Linked DNA regions of Mus musculus: all the other regions are linked to region 3. The links are chromatin contacts, called in public promoter capture Hi-C maps. All regions are on one chromosome and are shown on one strand. The core of a region is the stretch at or near the end of the contact, and the rest is flanking DNA. Distances in the headings are between cores, read along the strand shown.

The links. Promoter capture Hi-C pulls out the DNA fragments that hold promoters and counts their contacts. Capture Hi-C pulls out chosen DNA fragments and counts their contacts.
Region 1: a contact with region 3 is called in a promoter capture Hi-C map of adipose tissue, with 6 times the contacts expected there. The contact joins the promoter of Prr5 here to the promoter of Samm50 in region 3. A contact is called at or near these places in 14 of 39 promoter capture datasets (the 3T3-L1 cell line, 3T3-L1-derived adipocytes, the C10 cell line and 8 more), 1 of 15 datasets of contacts at CTCF or cohesin (large pre-B cells), 1 of 484 Hi-C or Micro-C datasets (3T3-L1-derived adipocytes), 14 of 115 datasets of contacts at active chromatin or transcription factors (acute myeloid leukemia, embryonic basal ganglia, embryonic forebrain and 7 more) and 4 of 9 other capture datasets (adipose tissue, embryonic stem cells, liver and 1 more).
Region 2: a contact with region 3 is called in a promoter capture Hi-C map of neural stem cells. The contact joins the promoter of Scube1 here to the promoter of Samm50 in region 3. A contact is called at or near these places in 2 of 39 promoter capture datasets (neural stem cells and stem cell-derived epiblast-like cells).
Region 4: a promoter capture Hi-C map of the HPC-7 cell line shows a contact between it and region 3, with 6 times the contacts expected there. The contact joins the enhancer-like site here to the promoter of Samm50 in region 3. A contact is called at or near these places in 20 of 39 promoter capture datasets (the 3T3-L1 cell line, 3T3-L1-derived adipocytes, the C10 cell line and 14 more), 3 of 484 Hi-C or Micro-C datasets (the 3T3-L1 cell line, 3T3-L1-derived adipocytes and cranial neural crest), 17 of 115 datasets of contacts at active chromatin or transcription factors (embryonic basal ganglia, embryonic fibroblasts, embryonic forebrain and 8 more) and 4 of 9 other capture datasets (adipose tissue, embryonic stem cells, liver and 1 more).
Region 5: a promoter capture Hi-C map of cranial neural crest shows a contact between it and region 3. The contact joins the enhancer-like site here to the promoter of Samm50 in region 3. A contact is called at or near these places in 22 of 39 promoter capture datasets (the 3T3-L1 cell line, 3T3-L1-derived adipocytes, the C10 cell line and 13 more), 19 of 484 Hi-C or Micro-C datasets (the 3T3-L1 cell line, the 63-12 cell line, the AML12 cell line and 11 more), 25 of 115 datasets of contacts at active chromatin or transcription factors (DN3 thymocytes, the HPC-7 cell line, acute myeloid leukemia and 16 more) and 3 of 9 other capture datasets (adipose tissue, liver and pancreatic islet).

The regions. Positions count from the first base shown.
Region 1 is chr15:84,679,421-84,682,295 of GRCm38.p6, reverse strand. It overlaps Prr5 (proline rich 5 (renal)), which reads right to left and starts at 1,298. Exons shown (of 8, transcript NM_146061.4): 1 at 977-1,298. The coding sequence starts at 1,113.
Region 2 is chr15:83,723,450-83,726,480 of GRCm38.p6, reverse strand. Scube1 (signal peptide, CUB domain, EGF-like 1) reads left to right here and starts at 1,442. Exons shown (of 22, transcript NM_022723.3): 1 at 1,442-1,662. The coding sequence starts at 1,575.
Region 3 is chr15:84,190,799-84,193,651 of GRCm38.p6, reverse strand. Samm50 (SAMM50 sorting and assembly machinery component) reads right to left here and starts at 1,412. Exons shown (of 15, transcript NM_178614.5): 1 at 1,268-1,412. The coding sequence starts at 1,288.
Region 4 is chr15:84,646,819-84,650,030 of GRCm38.p6, reverse strand. No RefSeq gene overlaps it. Among named protein-coding and RNA genes, the nearest start is that of Gm34201, 21 kb to the right of the region's middle. Within about 2 kb of position 1,305, at least 7 of the 459 cell types and tissues checked have an H3K27ac peak or open chromatin away from gene starts, as enhancers often do. A contact at or near this core is called in the HPC-7 cell line, where this site is marked.
Region 5 is chr15:84,602,162-84,605,331 of GRCm38.p6, reverse strand. No RefSeq gene overlaps it. Among named protein-coding and RNA genes, the nearest start is that of Gm34201, 24 kb to the left of the region's middle. Within about 2 kb of position 1,576, at least 12 of the 459 cell types and tissues checked have an H3K27ac peak or open chromatin away from gene starts, as enhancers often do.

The sequences.
Region 1 (2,875 bases), core at 49-2,548, 490 kb before region 3:
CAACTGCCTAGGGCCACACAACAGAGGAGTGGAGTTGAAATCTGAGCCAAAAGTCAGCATGGCTCCACTAAACCCTGGCCAGAGACAAGGAAGGGGACGAAGAGAGTGGTTGAGCAGTTCTGGGGAAAAGGAGTCTTCCTTCTCTCACAGTTCTGCTCCCAGCCCAATGAGGAGACCGGTGTAGGCCCAGCAGAGAGGGAAACTAAGGTAGGTAGTCTCAGCTCTCAGGCAGGCTGCAGCTTAGTGGAGGAACTTAGGGTCCCTGCTGGCAGCCGGGTGCCCCCCCCCCCCGATTGCTCTCAGACTAGATGAACAGAAGACATGTGTCCAAGTGACAGCCGTGTCCCTAGTGGCAGACCACAGAGGGTGAAGAACCTGGCAGGATTTCTCTGCCAGGTGGAGGGGTGGAGTGGAGAGCCAGCATCCACAAACCTCCCTCAATCCGTGTTTTACTTTGGATGGAAATACTTTTTTTTTTTTTTAATTTTTCCTTAAGGGCCAAGAGGAGACCCACCGGGGAACTATGGCTAAAAGAACTATCTGTGACTGGTTGAGAACACAGCTGGGGGAGGGGCTTCCCACGCCCGGCTGGTCCTGGATGGGCCTCCGGAAGGGTCCGGTAAGGAATGTCTGGCAGCTGGCGCACCCCCGCGGACAGCTGGGAGGCCCGGGGTCCAACTCAGGGAAAGCCACCGCCCACCCCGCGCCGAGGGCCCGACACGCATACAGGAAGTGCAGCGGCGCCCCGCCGGGGGCCCGCGAGGTTCAAGTGCGCCCCTGCGAAGTGGGGGCTCAGAGGCCTCCTGCTCCCCGGCCGCCCACCCACCCACCCACCCCCGGGGAGCGATCGTGGGCTCTAGCCGCTGACACGTTGCACTCACTTCCCTCCCCGCGCACGGCCCGGCGGCGGGGCGAGCTGCGCGCAAAGTGGCGCGGTGCGGTCTCCGGCCACGCCGCTCCGGGCTGCGCGCCTTACCTGTTCCAGGTGGCGTTGGCGCAGGCCCGGCGCTGCTGCGTGCCCCGCTCGTCCGTACCCGCCGCGCCCGGCTCCCTCTTGCCCAGGTCACTGAGGCTGGGCGAACTCATGAACTTCAACCTGCGGAGAGTCCTCATGCTCACCCCGGCCCACACGCGCCCCCGCGTCCCCTACGACGATAGTCGGCGGCTAGCAGCAAGCCCGGCGACCCCGTGGGGTCCCGCCCGGGTCCTGCGCCCCCGCCCGGGGCAGCACTCCCAGCGCGGGGCCCTGTGAACCATGGCTCGCGGCGGCTCAGCGTGGAGCGCTCGGAGCGCAAAAGCAGGCCGGGGGCGGGGCCTCCAGCCTGGGCGGGGCCATAGTGGGCGTGGTCTCCTGTTGGGAGGGCGGGGCCGGCGTCTTGGAGCCCTCTGCGGCCAAAGGGCCAGCTCAAGGGGCTGGCTCCTTTGCTCTCAGCCACCTCCCTTCTTCCCTTCGGAAGCCACCACACAGGAGCCACAGAGCAGTTCAATCCCAACTGTCCACCCGGCACCCAACCAACCCTGTGGTCACACACACACCATGCACAGGGACTCATAGGCTCCCATTAACGTCTCTTGAACTCACTCCCTCTCCAGACACCCATCCCAGGAGGAAAGGCTGTGCCCACAGAGATCTATCCAGACCCCTTCACGTGGACACAGGCTCCGCCCACTGCGGATCAAAGCTTTCTGCCGGGTGCCTCAGCCATCAGCCCCACCCCACCTGAGTTTAGCATGACCAGGCTGTCCTAGAGCCTTTTCTCGGGGGAGGGGCCAGGGACTAGGGTCCTCTCAGGCCGGTACCTTGGATGATTGACTGGCCAGAGGGGTTGTTGCACCGAGAGTTGAAGGAATGGAGGACAGTGGCACCCCCTGAATCCCAGATCCCCTTGTATGGTAGAAGTCAGAGTGTCTCCTCAATCCTGGTGACTTAGGCACAAGGCAAAATGATCCTAGGACAGGACAGCCCTGGGGCATTGAGGCAAATTTGAATTCTACCTGCTGGGAATGTTGTGGGGGCACCCAGGGCAAAATAATCTCTCCCGGGTTCTGCCACCAGAACATGGCAGGCTGGACCAAGGCTCACGAACACACAGTGCCCCTGACACCCCAGCTCCTGACACACAGCCTCCTTCAAGCAAGATCTGGGAGTCCCACTCGTTTTGCCTGCCACTTCCAAGCACAGCCCCAGGTGACTTGCAGGAGAGTAGAGTCATGGTTCAACTCCCACCATCAGCATTTCCTAACCAGCCACTGTGTACTGGACACCCCCACATGCCTGTCTTAGGAGGCAAGGATCAAACAGACAACTCCTTGTTCGCAAGAACTCTCACAGAGCCGAAGGCCACTCAACCTATTGTGAAATGGCAGCCAGGGCAGGGAAGGGCTGGGCTGCTCCTACCTCCTTCATTCAGTCAATGGCCCCAGTGAGGACCTGACTTGGGGGTCAACAGCAGATGAATTTTCCAGTCTCCAAACAACAGGCACCAGCTTTCTGAACCAAGTCAAGGAACCCAGGTCTGGGAGGATGCGGCATTCAGGTGGGGGTGTAGAAACTGCTCACTCAGGTGTACAGTGGTGGTCAGCATGGCTGGGGGGAGGGGAGGGGAGGGGAGCGGAGGGGAGGGGAGGGCTGTCATTGCTCCATAGCACTAGCCTTGTGGCTAGTCCTATGTCCCGGGTGGGTGCTCTCCATCCCTGGAGCAGCTGTAAGCTTTGGGTGAGTCACTTCTCAAAGGCTTCAGTTTCCTGTGTTTTGGAAAGTGAAGGCCACACATCCATGGTCTCTCTCTATCCTTCCAGACCCTGGGGTTTTACATCCTGTATCAAGTATGTCCAGTCTCTGCCTACAAACTCTATGTGCGTCAGGATAGGTATG
Region 2 (3,031 bases), core at 193-2,692, 470 kb after region 3:
CTGAATATGAGTGGGGATGAGAGCCCCTGAGGAAGAGACATGAAAAACATTGTGCTAAGAAGTCAGAGTTCCTCTCCCAAACTCCCTCACTCCCCCCCCCCCACACACACACAACACATCTCACAAATCGATTGGTTGCACAGGCGAAGAAAAAAATCTCAAAGCCCTACAGCTGAGAGAAGACAAAATAAGGCGTGGTAACAAGGTCCCCCAAATTAAACTACATGGCCAGGAGCAACCAGGGAAAGAAAATGCATGCAGTGGCCAGGGTAGGAGCCTATGGGGACACAGTAGAGGCCAGAGTTCCACGTTTTCCTCCTTGATTCCATCTGCATAACGTGGAAATGGATCCCTTGCCTTAGTCTCCAAACCATTGCCCTAAGCCCACGGGAAGTCTGGCTAGCAGCAGGAGCCGAGACACATGACTTTAACCTTCTGGGGCCTTGGAGGTGGCTGCAAAAGTGTGTGCTGGGGGCAGGGAGGAAGAAAGAGCCAGCGTGGATGGGAACCGCTGGGCGCAACACTGCACAGGCAGAGTGGACAAAAAGCTAAAACTCTAGTCTTTGAATCTGGAGAGCAGGAGAAAACAGGAGCTCTTATTGGTGGTTGTCAAGGAGATGGGCCTTGGGGTTTGCTGAACTTCTTCAGTGTCCTGCCTCCCTCCGGAGCTGAGAGAGGCCATTGAGTGCCCGCCAGGCCTCAAGGCCGAGGGGTCAGGTGTAGACCCCGAGCTGGGGGAGGATCTGGGCTAGGGAGACCGCGACGCCACGGTTCTCCCGCCTCGCTGGGCCTGTCACCCGAGGATCTGGGCTTCGCAGAGCAACAAGAGCCTGGGTAGAGAGAGGTCACTCAATCCGGCCTGGTCGCGCGTCCATTCACTGGGAGAACGGTTCTAGGCGCGACACGCGCCTGTCCAAGACAAACACTCCTATAACCATTGTCCTTCGGGGCAGTACTGAAAAGTTCCTTTGATTTTGTACGCAAATTCTGAAGCTATCGTCCAGAGCTTTCACTGCTGACTAGTGTGTGGCTGTCCCCAGCGGCACTTGGCATCCAGTAGCGGCTCAATAAATTCCTATGTATTGGCTGCGTGCTCTTAGCATCTTCTTCACCATCCCTGGGTGCCTCTGGGCCTTTCTTCACCTCTACTCCCCCAACAGAGTGTGTGCATATCTGAAGGGAAACAGACACCCTGGACCTCGGGGATCAGCACACAAAGAGGGACTGGGGAAGAGCAGCCTGCGGCCCAGTCCAGGCCCCGGGTGACACCCTGTACCGCGACCCCAGCTCTCTCGGCTCCCACCCCCCACCTGCCGCCGGCCCCGGGAGAGGAGGCGGGCCCAGACGCCCGCAGGCCACGCCACCCGACGCCCACTGGACGGCCTCCCGCGGAGCTCCGCCCCCCACGGCCGCGGGCCAATGAGCGCGCGGCTGTCAGCTTGTCCTGCGCGCCGGCTATGTGGCTGGGAGCCGGAGCGGTAGCGGAGCTCGCTGCAGACAGGAGCGCTCGCGGAGCGGTCGCTCCGAGCGTCCCGTGCCCCGCACGCCAGCACCCGGCGCGGCCCGCAGCGAGCATGGGCGCGGCGGCCGTGCGCTGGCACTTGTACCTACTGCTCGCTCTGGGAGCGCGCGGGCGGCTGGTGGGGGGCAGCGGGCTGCCAGGTAAGCGCGAGGACCCAGGGGGATGAGGGCGCGCGGGGTCCTACAGGCTGCCACCCCGCGCCGTCGGAGGCCGCCCAGCGCCGGATCCTGCCTCCTTGCAAAGTAACTTCTGCGATCGCCCGGGGCGCCCGGGGCCGGCGGGGGCGGGGTGGACTGAGGCCCCGGGAGGGGAAGCGGGAGGCCAGAGGAAGAAAGGAAGCGCGACGGCCGCCTGCGGGGCCCGGCATGCGTACGGAGACGGGCGGGGACCCCCGAACCGAGAGCGGCGCTCCCCCGGGGCCAAGGACTGGGCAGCTGCCGCGTAGGAGATACCCGGAGGTGGTCAGAAAGGACGCGCTGAGACTGGAGGGAAGGTGGGAAGATAGAGGGACAGACGGACAGGAGCCGAGGCGTAGTGGGAACAGACAAAAGGGCCCAGGAAGAAGCCCTCAGAAAGACAGCCGCGGGAGGGAAGAGGGGAGAGGAGGCAAGGGAGGGGAGCGAGGAGGCAGTGGACAGCGGAATGGAGAAAGGCAGATCAAAGGACAGAGAGGAGGAGACAGATGGACACCAGACAGAGAGACGGGAGGACTCGGAGGGGCGTCGCCGAGGGAGGGGGCCGAGTGAGAGAGGAAGGATGGAGATGTCTGGGAAGAGATGGACAGATGGACTGTCAGACAGGAGGGGGAGAAAAGACGGACAGACGTAGGGAAGGAGGTGGATGAGAACACGAATAACAGAACAGACATCAGAGAGAGGGGGCCGGAGGCACAGGCACAGCCTTTGGTCCAGGCAGAAGGAACTGCTAGGTGGGGGTGTCCCTCCGTGATCTGAGTTTCCCGGAAGGGGCTTCCGGGCAAAGCTGCACACCGAGTCTCTCTTTTCACATTCTTCCTTGTTCTCCTTGGAGAGGGCGAGGAGGTTCCTGCCTGTCTTGCTCTCCGGAGAGTCCCACAGAGATCCAGTGCTAGGGAGTTTATGCTAGTCCATGCTACTCCATTGGCGCTGAGTTTTCTTCCATGCGCCCATTCCAGAAGCTGGGTCCTGTTGAGGATACTAGACAGTCCGTGGGCATTTCTCCCAGGTGTTGGGGGTCCTCACTTTTGTGGGACTATCCTGTGTACCTCTCCCTTCCTCTCTGTCCCTCCTAGTGTCTATCCTCTTCTGCCTTTCCTTACCCTCTGTGGAAGTCTGGTGACTCTGGAGCCCTAACAGCTGAATAAGAAAACCAGAGTTGAAGTGAGCAGCCTATATCTGAGGGTTGCACAGGGATCTGCAGTCTGGCTCAGCCAGGCTACCTTGCTTCCAGGCCAAGTTTATAGTTTGAAAGGCAGACAGCCCCAGCCACCCCTTCCCAAGTTCTGTGTTCCATCCTATGTAGGTGCGAGAT
Region 3 (2,853 bases), core at 163-2,662:
AGGCCACCAGCCCCACAATCTGGAGGGCAGATGTCACTGTGGTTCACACTTCTGCCACAGCTCAGTATCCTCCAGGACCTGTTTACCAATGGGGATTCTCTCACTACGTAGTGTTTGTTTTGTTTTGTTTTTAGACAGGGCCTCACTATATAGCTCTCGCTGGCCTAAAATTCACTGCATAGACAGGGCTGGACTTGAACTCACAACAAATTCACTGTATCTGCCTCCTGGGTGCTGAGATTAAGGGTGTGTAGTGCCATGCCTAGCTACTGGATCTATAAGCCCAGCTACTCAAAGGTATGAAGGATTCCAAATTCAAGGCCAGCCTGGACTACAGACTGAGCTCCAGGCTGGCCCTGACAGCCTAGTGAAGGAAAATAGTTGAAGAGATCTATGGATATAGCTCAGTGAGTGCTTGCCCGAGATACTGACACATGCTCGTCAGAAGCTTAGACAAGACTACTAATATGAGGCTAGCCTGGGCTACAAAGCCAAAGTCAGAAATAGGGATGGAGGAGATGCTGAGACAGCACAAGGGTCTTCTATAGTTTGCTCTGCCCATTTATGGGGAGGGAGCTCATTCTGCCCAATTCCAGGTTGCCAACTCAATGAAAGCCAACTCAAAAGTGAGGACAGATCGGCAGGCACAGGCACTCGCCCCTTAGGGCCTAATCACCAGAGTTCCATTCCCCAGTTTCCACACCACAAAGTAGGAGAAAACTGACTCCAGCTGTTGTCTTCTGACCTCCACATGCATGCACACACACACACACACACACACACACCCCTTTTTAAGCAATAGTGCTGGGTTGGAGCGATGGGTTCAGCAGGTACTGCTCTTGCAGAGGACCAGAGTGGTTCCTGACACCTATAAGGAGGCTCACAACTCTCTGGAACTACAGTTTCAGGGGATCAATTGCCCCCTTCTGGCCTCCACGGGCTATGCACACAAAGTGCGCGCGCACACACACACACACACACACACACACGCGCGCGCGCGCACACACTGGTGCACATAATAGTAACTGGAAACTGTAAAACAAGGCTGCAAAATAACTTGTTGTGTCTTGTCTTCTGACAAACCCTTCTTCCAAGCCTTGGTGCTGTAAGGTCACCTGGGGAAATTCCGCTGAATGACCTTGGGCAAGTCACCACTGCCCTCCCGACCGCGACAGACAGCCTCCGGCCCAAAGCAGCTCCCACACCCTCGCTGCCGCCCTTGCCCCAGGCGCGCGTGTCCCGCCCAGCCGCCGCGGGGGCCTCTCACCCGGGCGTGCACTGTCCCCATGGCTCCCTCTCCGGCTGCTGCCCCAAGGCGGTGCCCGCGCCCAACCAAACTCAGCTACAAACACAAGAGGCTCGGCTACAGGTCACGGAAGCTGCGTGCCGAGCGCCGCCATGTTGTACCACCTAGGGTCCGCCCCCTGACTCAAGACCCTCCGCTCATTGGTCCGTATGAGAGAGTGACCCGGATGTTCACAAGAACGCCAGGAAGCCCAGTGCAAGCGTGGAGCGTTCAGTGACGCCCAGAAAGCTGCGGTTATGGGCAGAGCTGGTCCCGTGAAAAGGCAACGGAGCTGAGCTCCTCGTTGTATGGGGGCTTACCCCGGTCTAGTCCTTGGAGCCTCAGTTCCACTTCTAAGGTGTGAGCAGAAGGGCGCAAGGAAGACAGAGTGTGTGCTCCGGGAACCGACGGGTCCAGTAAAAAGGGTCTGGGCTGAGGATGGGGTGGAGGCGTCTTTAAAGAGAGTTCGGTATGTAAAGATACTTGCCTCCAAGCCTGACAGCTTGGTTCAATCCTGCAGACCCACATGGTGTTAGGAGCGAACAGACTCTCAGAAGTGAATAAATTTCGCCTTCCCAGACTCCTCAGAAATGTGTATGACATTTAATTTATGTATTTACTTATTTATGAGACAGGGTTTCTCTGTGTAGCCCTGGCTGTCCTGGAACTCACTCTGTAGACCAGGCTGGCCTCGAACTCAGAAATCCGCCTGCCTGTCTCCCAAGTGCTAGGATTAAAGGCGTGCGCCACCACTGCCTGGCGACATTATATTTCATTTAAAGGTTTTTCCTGTGTAGGCCCGAGTGTCCTGGAACTTGCTCTGTAGACCAGGCTGGCCTCGAACTCACTGAGCTCCATCTGCCCCTGGCCTCCAAGTGCTGGAATTAAAGGTGCATGGACCACCACCACCCACATTCATATTTTTAAAAAATACTTATTTATTTATTATATGTAAGTACACTGTAGCTGTCTTCAGACACTCCAGAAGAGAGCATCAGATTTCGTTACGGATGGTTGTAAGCCACCATGTGGTTGCTGGGATTTGAACTCAGGACCTTTGGAAGAGCAGTTGACACGCTTAACCGTTCAGCCATCTCACCAGCCCCAGATTCATATTTTTTAAAAGATGAATGGAGCTCTCTTGAGTGTTCAGGTGAGGACGGTTACATAAACAAAAAAGACAGCTGTGCGTTTGTGTTTTGGTAGCAGAAACAGTTACTGTGCCTCAAAAGAATAATGTAATAAAAGCCACTGGTAGCTCTGAACTGCAGTTTACTAAAGATAGAGTGGGGTTCCTGTCCTCTGACCTGCAGTCAACCTGACACCACTGCACTTGACCACTGAAGCCTAGCTTCCTTTTCCATCCCCTCCTTCCGGGACACTCCTGACCTTTTTCTCGTTAAGCATCTGCAAAGATGGGGCCCATGTTCCCGTGAATCTGAGCCTGACACCATGCAGGGATTCATGAATAATTGCTATGTTCCTATCCTAACGCAATCTAGGGTACTTAGCTACTTTCCTTCCCAAAGACAGAGCTGGGTGAGGGCAGCCTGGTCTACATAGATGGC
Region 4 (3,212 bases), core at 56-2,555, 460 kb before region 3:
CAAGTACTGGGCTTAAAGGCATGCACCACCACTGCCAGCCAACTTTATCGAAAAAAAGCTTCTAAGTGTCTGATTTATCTTGTCCACCCTGAGCCAGAAGATATCGTTAGTTCCCTTCCCACCTTCCAAGACATTCAAATTACATAGTAGAGTGTGGTGATTTCCTAGAAGAATTCTGGGGCAGAGGGAGGCAAGGTGACAGGCAGGGAGAAGTCAGTGGATCTCTACTCGTACTGGCCTCTGTTCCAAAGAGTGTGTGGAAGTTCCATCCCATGGTGGATGCTCCTGACTGCGGAACTAAGAGGATCTGAAATAATGAAGAAAATCAGCATCACCACCTTCTGTTACAGAACTCAAGTTCATTGCTCACCACTGAAGAAGGTAATGACTCAGGGCAAGTTGTTGGAACAAGACAAATGATTTGAAAAGCCAGTCAACTTAAAGATGAGAGAGTACCTTAGTTATGTTCAGCTGAGAAGGGAGTCTCAAATGAGAAATTGCTAAAATCAGATTAGCCTGTGGATATGTCTTTGGTTAGACCATTTTGATTGTTAATTTATGCAGGAGGGCACAGACCACTACAGGTGGTACCATTCTCTAGGCAGGTAGTCCTAGGCTGAATAAGAAAACTAGCTAAGTATGAGCCTGAGTGAGTCAGCAAACCTTGTTCTTTTGGGATTCCTGTTTGAGCTCCTGCCCATATTACCTTCAGTGATGAACTGTGACCTGGAAGTGTAACCAAAATAAGCCCTAAGTCAAGTGTTAGTTAGTTTGTTTGTTTGTTTTTTGTTTTTTCCCACAGTAACAAAATGAAACTAGAACTGGGACTATGATCAACCTGATTCACCCAGAGACCCCAAGAGGCACAGCAGGAGTTGTGTTGATGGCCAGGAAGTAGTGAATGACTGGAGAATCATTCGCAGGCACTTGGCTAAGGAGCAGCACTGCCTTTGTTATCATTTTTGTGTCTTCAGTCTTGAACAGGTGTATCACAGAGCTAGGCAGAAATCTAACCCTGAGGTTGAGGTAGCAAAGGACTCAGGCACTTTATGCAGGCAGAGGTGCAGGGCCTTTCTACCTATGTTTAAGTCCCCTTCTGACAGTTGCAAGACTCTGGGGAAGAGTCAGCACTTTCAACAAAACTAGCCTTTGCGTCTTAGAAAACAAGGGCAGATGAATGCCAGTCAGAAGCCTTATTATCTGCAGCAGGACTAACAGGAAGTAGATACCAGCTGCATAGCCTCCAGAATAAGTATTTTTTTTTAAGTCACTAGAGGTTGGAGGGATTGAAATTTCCCTTGGGTGATCTTTACCACAGATACATTGTAGCAGTGAGTTTATCCTACACTGTTTTGTGTTCCTGGCAGGTCCCACACTTCCAGCCAGGAACTCTTTAGATCTGCAAATGAAAAACACACACATTAGCTTATTTTTAGTATGCTGTTTAGCTCAGTGGTTGGGCACTTCTAATCCTCTGCCTGCTACCCTAGGCCCACTTACCTGAAATCTCACATGGCTGATTGGCTTTATCTCCTGCAGCTCCTATGTCCATCCCTATCTCTTTCCCAAGGCGTGTCAATTCCTCTCTCCCTCTTGCACCACAGCCTATGCAACTCTAAGGGCCCTGCCCCGTCTCCCTTTTCCCAGCCATTGGCTGCTGGCATCTTTATTGATTGATCAAAACCCAACTGGGGACGAGGACCATTAGTGTTTGGACACGCAGATTCCTGATTGAATCAAAGCATTAGAACCAATGTCCAACAACAGGACTCTCAGAGATCCTGGGGTCACCTGCATGGATGTTTCCCAGGTGTGTTTAGGTCTGTGTATCAGTTATTTTTCTCATTGCTGAGACAAAAAATTTACTGACAAAAACAACTGAAGGAAGAAAAGAAGGAAGGGTGTGTTGTAGCTCACAGTTTGAGGGTATCGTCCATCATGGTGAACAAAGTATGGTAGCAGGAGCATGTGATGTCTGGTCATGTTATATCTGCAGCCAGGAAGAAGAGATATTGATGCTGGCACTCAGCTTGCTGTCCCCTTTTTACTCAGTTCAGTCCCTCAATGGTGCCACATATGTTGAGGGCAGAGCATTCCACTTAATTAACTCGATCTAGAAACCGTAGGCTTAGATTTTTCAAAACCTACTTTTATCAAGTGTTCTCAAATGTGTCGACCTCCCCTTCTTTCAGCCCACTGTCCAAAGGTAGGGGAGAAAAGATGATAAATAGGACCAGGGGATGCAGACCTGTTTAGAAATAGTTCTTTGGGGGGGCGATTCTAATCTCCATTTATAGGGATACCAGCAGTTCAGTTCAGTAGTGTCAGGATAGCAAACAGGAATCAGCAGTGGTGGCATGATCCAGCAGAAACCTCTAGGCCTCCACTGAATCAGCAAGAGTCAGCAGGAGTGACCAGAACCAGCCGGGACACCAGGAGGAGTTCTCTGAAGTGCCTCTCTCAAAGAAATGAAGATCAGTGAAGACCTGAAACACAGTCCTCCCAAGGGTCTTGCCTCAGCAAAATACCATGTGAGTCTGCATCACATGATACAACCAGAAACTTCCACTTGAAGAAAATTCCTCATAGACGTGTTTACAGGATCACCTCTTCAGGGATTCTAGGTCCTGCTAAGTTGACCATGTTGGTTACTTTTCTGGTCCCATGATAGCCCATCACAACCATGGTAACTAATAGAGGAATTTACTGGTTTATGGTTCCAAAGCGTTTCGAGTCTATCATAGTGGAGAAGCATGGTCGCAGTCAGGCATGGCACCTGGAGTGGAAAGCTGAGCGTTCACAGCCTCAACCACATGAAGCAGTAAGAGGGGTGGGTGTGACCCTGCCTGCCTCTGGGGATCATTGGTTGATAGAGGTCCATGAGGGTAAGGATAAAGGGAACAGAAATGATAGATGAAGCTGGGCGTGGTGGCGCACGCCTTTAATCCCAGCACTCGGGAGGCAGGGGCAGGCAGATTTCTGAGTTCAAGGCCAGCCTGGTCTACAGAGTGAGTTCCAGAACAGCCAGGGCTATACAGAGGTCTAAAAAAACCAAAACAAACAAACAAACAAAAAAATAACCAAAAAAAAAAAAAAACCAAAAGAAAAAGAAATGATAGATGAGGCTAGGGTTGGGGGATGGAGGAGGGGAAGTGGGGGTTGGGGTGGGTTTTGGAAGCCCTGTGAGTACAAATAGAAATGATGACACTGGG
Region 5 (3,170 bases), core at 327-2,826, 410 kb before region 3:
ATAAAGAAAACATTCTACAGAATTGCCTTCAGGCTAATCTGATGGAGGCATTTTCTTAGTTAAGGTTCCCTCTTTCTAGACATGTCCAGGTTCGTGTCAAGGTGACGAAAACCAACCAGCACAGTGTATCTGCTAAGTCTGCCAGCTCTGTCCTCTGGTATGGGAGCTACACAACAGAGCACGTGCAAAAATGGTTGTGTAGAGAAACCTATCCTGAGAGCAGAAAAAACTTCTGAGAATGGGTGGAACTTGAAGGCTGCTTTGGTTCTTGTACTGGCTGGTTTTGTGTCAACTTGACACAAGCTAGAATCATCAGGGAGGAAGGAACTTTAGTTGAGGAAATGCCCCCATGAGATCCAGCTGTGAGGCATTTTCTCAATTAGTGTGATCAAAGGGGGAGGGCCCAACCCATGATGGGTGGGGCTATCCTTGGGCTGGTGGTCCTGGATTCTATGGGAAAGCAGGCTGAGCAAGCCATTAAGCAACACTGCTTACGGGCCTCTGCATCCGCTTCTGCCTCCAGGATCCTGCCCTGTTTGAATTCCTGCCCTGACTTCCTTCAGTGATGAACAGCAATATAGAAGTGTAAGCCGAATAAACCCTTTCCTCCCCAACTTCCTTTTTGGTCATGGTGTTTTGTGACAGCAATAGAAACCCTGACTGAGACAGTTCATTTGGAGACTACACTTCTCCCTAGAACTTACCATCCTCCTTCTCCCATGACCTGCTCGCTGGGCATCCTCAGGGCCTGCCCATTGAAAGTGCCAGCTCTGAGTTTTGCTGTGGGGTGGCTGGTGCTGGTGGGCCAAGCAGCTCGGTAGGTGGAGTGGGGTGAGAAGTGGTCTTGAGAACTGAGAGTGTGGAGCTGGAGGCCACTGGCTGCAGGAGGCACAGAATGGACCTCGTGGTGCTGGGCCTGGGCTGAAGGCTGTGAGTTTCTCAGCAAGCTGTGGGATTTGGGGAGTAGGCAACCTCACTTGGCAAAGGCAGGGAAGAGCTATTGGTTACAGCAGGGAGAGAACCAAGCACGTGCCTAGGAGCACCCTCACTGGTGAGCCTTTGGATACAGTCTCCCCAGGCTACAGAGCAAGCAGATCCCCAGATCCAGGCTCCTAAGGGGCTTAACGAAACCGTATTCCCACGACTCTGCCTGCTACAAAATCCAAGCACATGGTGCCACAGGTAGTCTCTGAAGGCTCCAGGAACCTGCAGTTCCTCCTGGCCCTGGGCCACTCCAAACCATTGCTGATGCCACACATTGTCTCAGTATCCTCTCTTCCTCACACGAGGACCCCACTCGTCTACTCACAGCCACCAAACACTGCCTGGTCTTCTTTGCTAAGACCTTGGTTCCAAACGGAGTCAGGAGACTGAAGCTTGGAGTATCTGTGAGTTTTGGTGTATGCCATTCAGCTTGCTACTGGGACAGGGCATCAGGTCACACATGAACCCCACAGTCTGCTGAGCACCCCTTGCAAATCACAGGAGCCGGTCTCTGACTCCTAGGCTGTTGGCCACCAGGGCTCAGTTCCTGCCAGGAGTTGGCTGAGCGCTGACGTAGGTACTGACCACAGCAGCTCTAATGTTCCCCGTAATTGCATTCCCAGGCCCAGGAAACTCTCGCTTGCCTCCCTGAGACATGCAGAGAAGGCCAGTAATTAGATATCTGCCTTCCCAAATCACTCCTTTTTTCAGAGTTAGAAGTAATTTTCTGTCTGGGAATAATTAACTTTGAGGACCTGGGCGAGGTCTGCGGGAGGAAGAAGGTGGCTGGAAGCCTCTCTGAAGAAAGCTGGGAGCTAAGCTTCAGGCCATGGGTGGCCTGTGTCAGAAGTGGGCCCCAGGTATCCAATTACCTAGTGGTCCTGCCTGTCATCTCCTAATGACTCCCACAGCTTCCTAGAACAGCTCTGTTTTTCAATGTCATCTCCCGGGATTGTACTTCAGGTGGCCTGGGACTTGGAGGGGAGTAGATTTAAGTCCAGATCTAGGGCCTTCAAGGCAGGGATCTAGTGGTGATGTCATGGGCAACTGTAGGGTATGTGTGAACCAGGACAATGGATGGTAGCTGTTCAGAAAAAGCCTTAAAATTGCTGGTCCTGATGACAGAGGTGGTGGGATCAGTCGGCGAGGACGAGGGGTACTGGCTGTCCTCACGGTCTCCCAGTGGATGCAGAAGCTACAGCCAGGCCTCATAGCCAGGAAGGGGCAGAGAAGCCAAGAAAGCTGCGATGATCCCCAGGGATGCCCAAGGCTGATTTCTGGGAAGGTTCTGCCCCTTTATTTCCTCATAGGCTGTGGCATCCCTGTTGATCTCAGGCAGTGGCCGAGACCCTCAGTCAGGGCCACTTTAGGCCCAGGGATAACAACTAGTACGTCCCTTTCCCCTCCTCCTGCAAACTTAGGCCCAAGCGATATGGGTACATACCCAGTGACCCACAGGGTAGAGCTGGATCCAAGATGGCACTCAGTTTACCTTCCACCTGGGACTGTAGGCTGGTTCTAGATCCTTCTGTCACTAAGTGACCTTCAGATAAGGAGCCTGTCTAAAGAGATGGCAAGGTGAATGATGTTTAGTTAGGTAAGGGTACCTGCTGGGTCCCTGTGGGTTTTGGGATAAGAGTGAGTTTCTCCTGTGGTACCACACACACAAGGCTTGAGTGTGTTCCTGGGTCCCCATCCTCAAGTGGCCATTGAGAGGCAGAGGCCAAGGTTCCAAGGATGGGTGTCTCAGGGCATCTTGAGTCTCAGGTGTGCCAACAGCAGCCCTGAGAGGGCTTCTAGACTGAGATGGGGTTCAGGCTCTGTGGAAGACCACGATCTTTGGTGACCCAGAGGTCCAGGAGGGTGGCAGCCAAGCAGAGGCCAAGTTGTGAGTCCCCATGAGGGTAGGGGACATATCAGCCAGTGGGTACAGAGCTCATGGCTATGTCTCCATCAGACCTGGGTGGTACCAGCCACCATCATGGCAGCTGATCAAACCAGGAGGATCCTCAGTGTGAGATGGGAATAGGGCAGGATCCAGTGTGGGAGCAAGACTCCCTACAGCAGAGAGGATGCTTAACACTTAACACCCGAGCAAGACAGCACGCTGCCGGGAGACAGCAGCCAAGGCCTCTGCACCCATGTGAAGCCAATACCACACATGCTCTAAAGGGGGTGGACCAGGG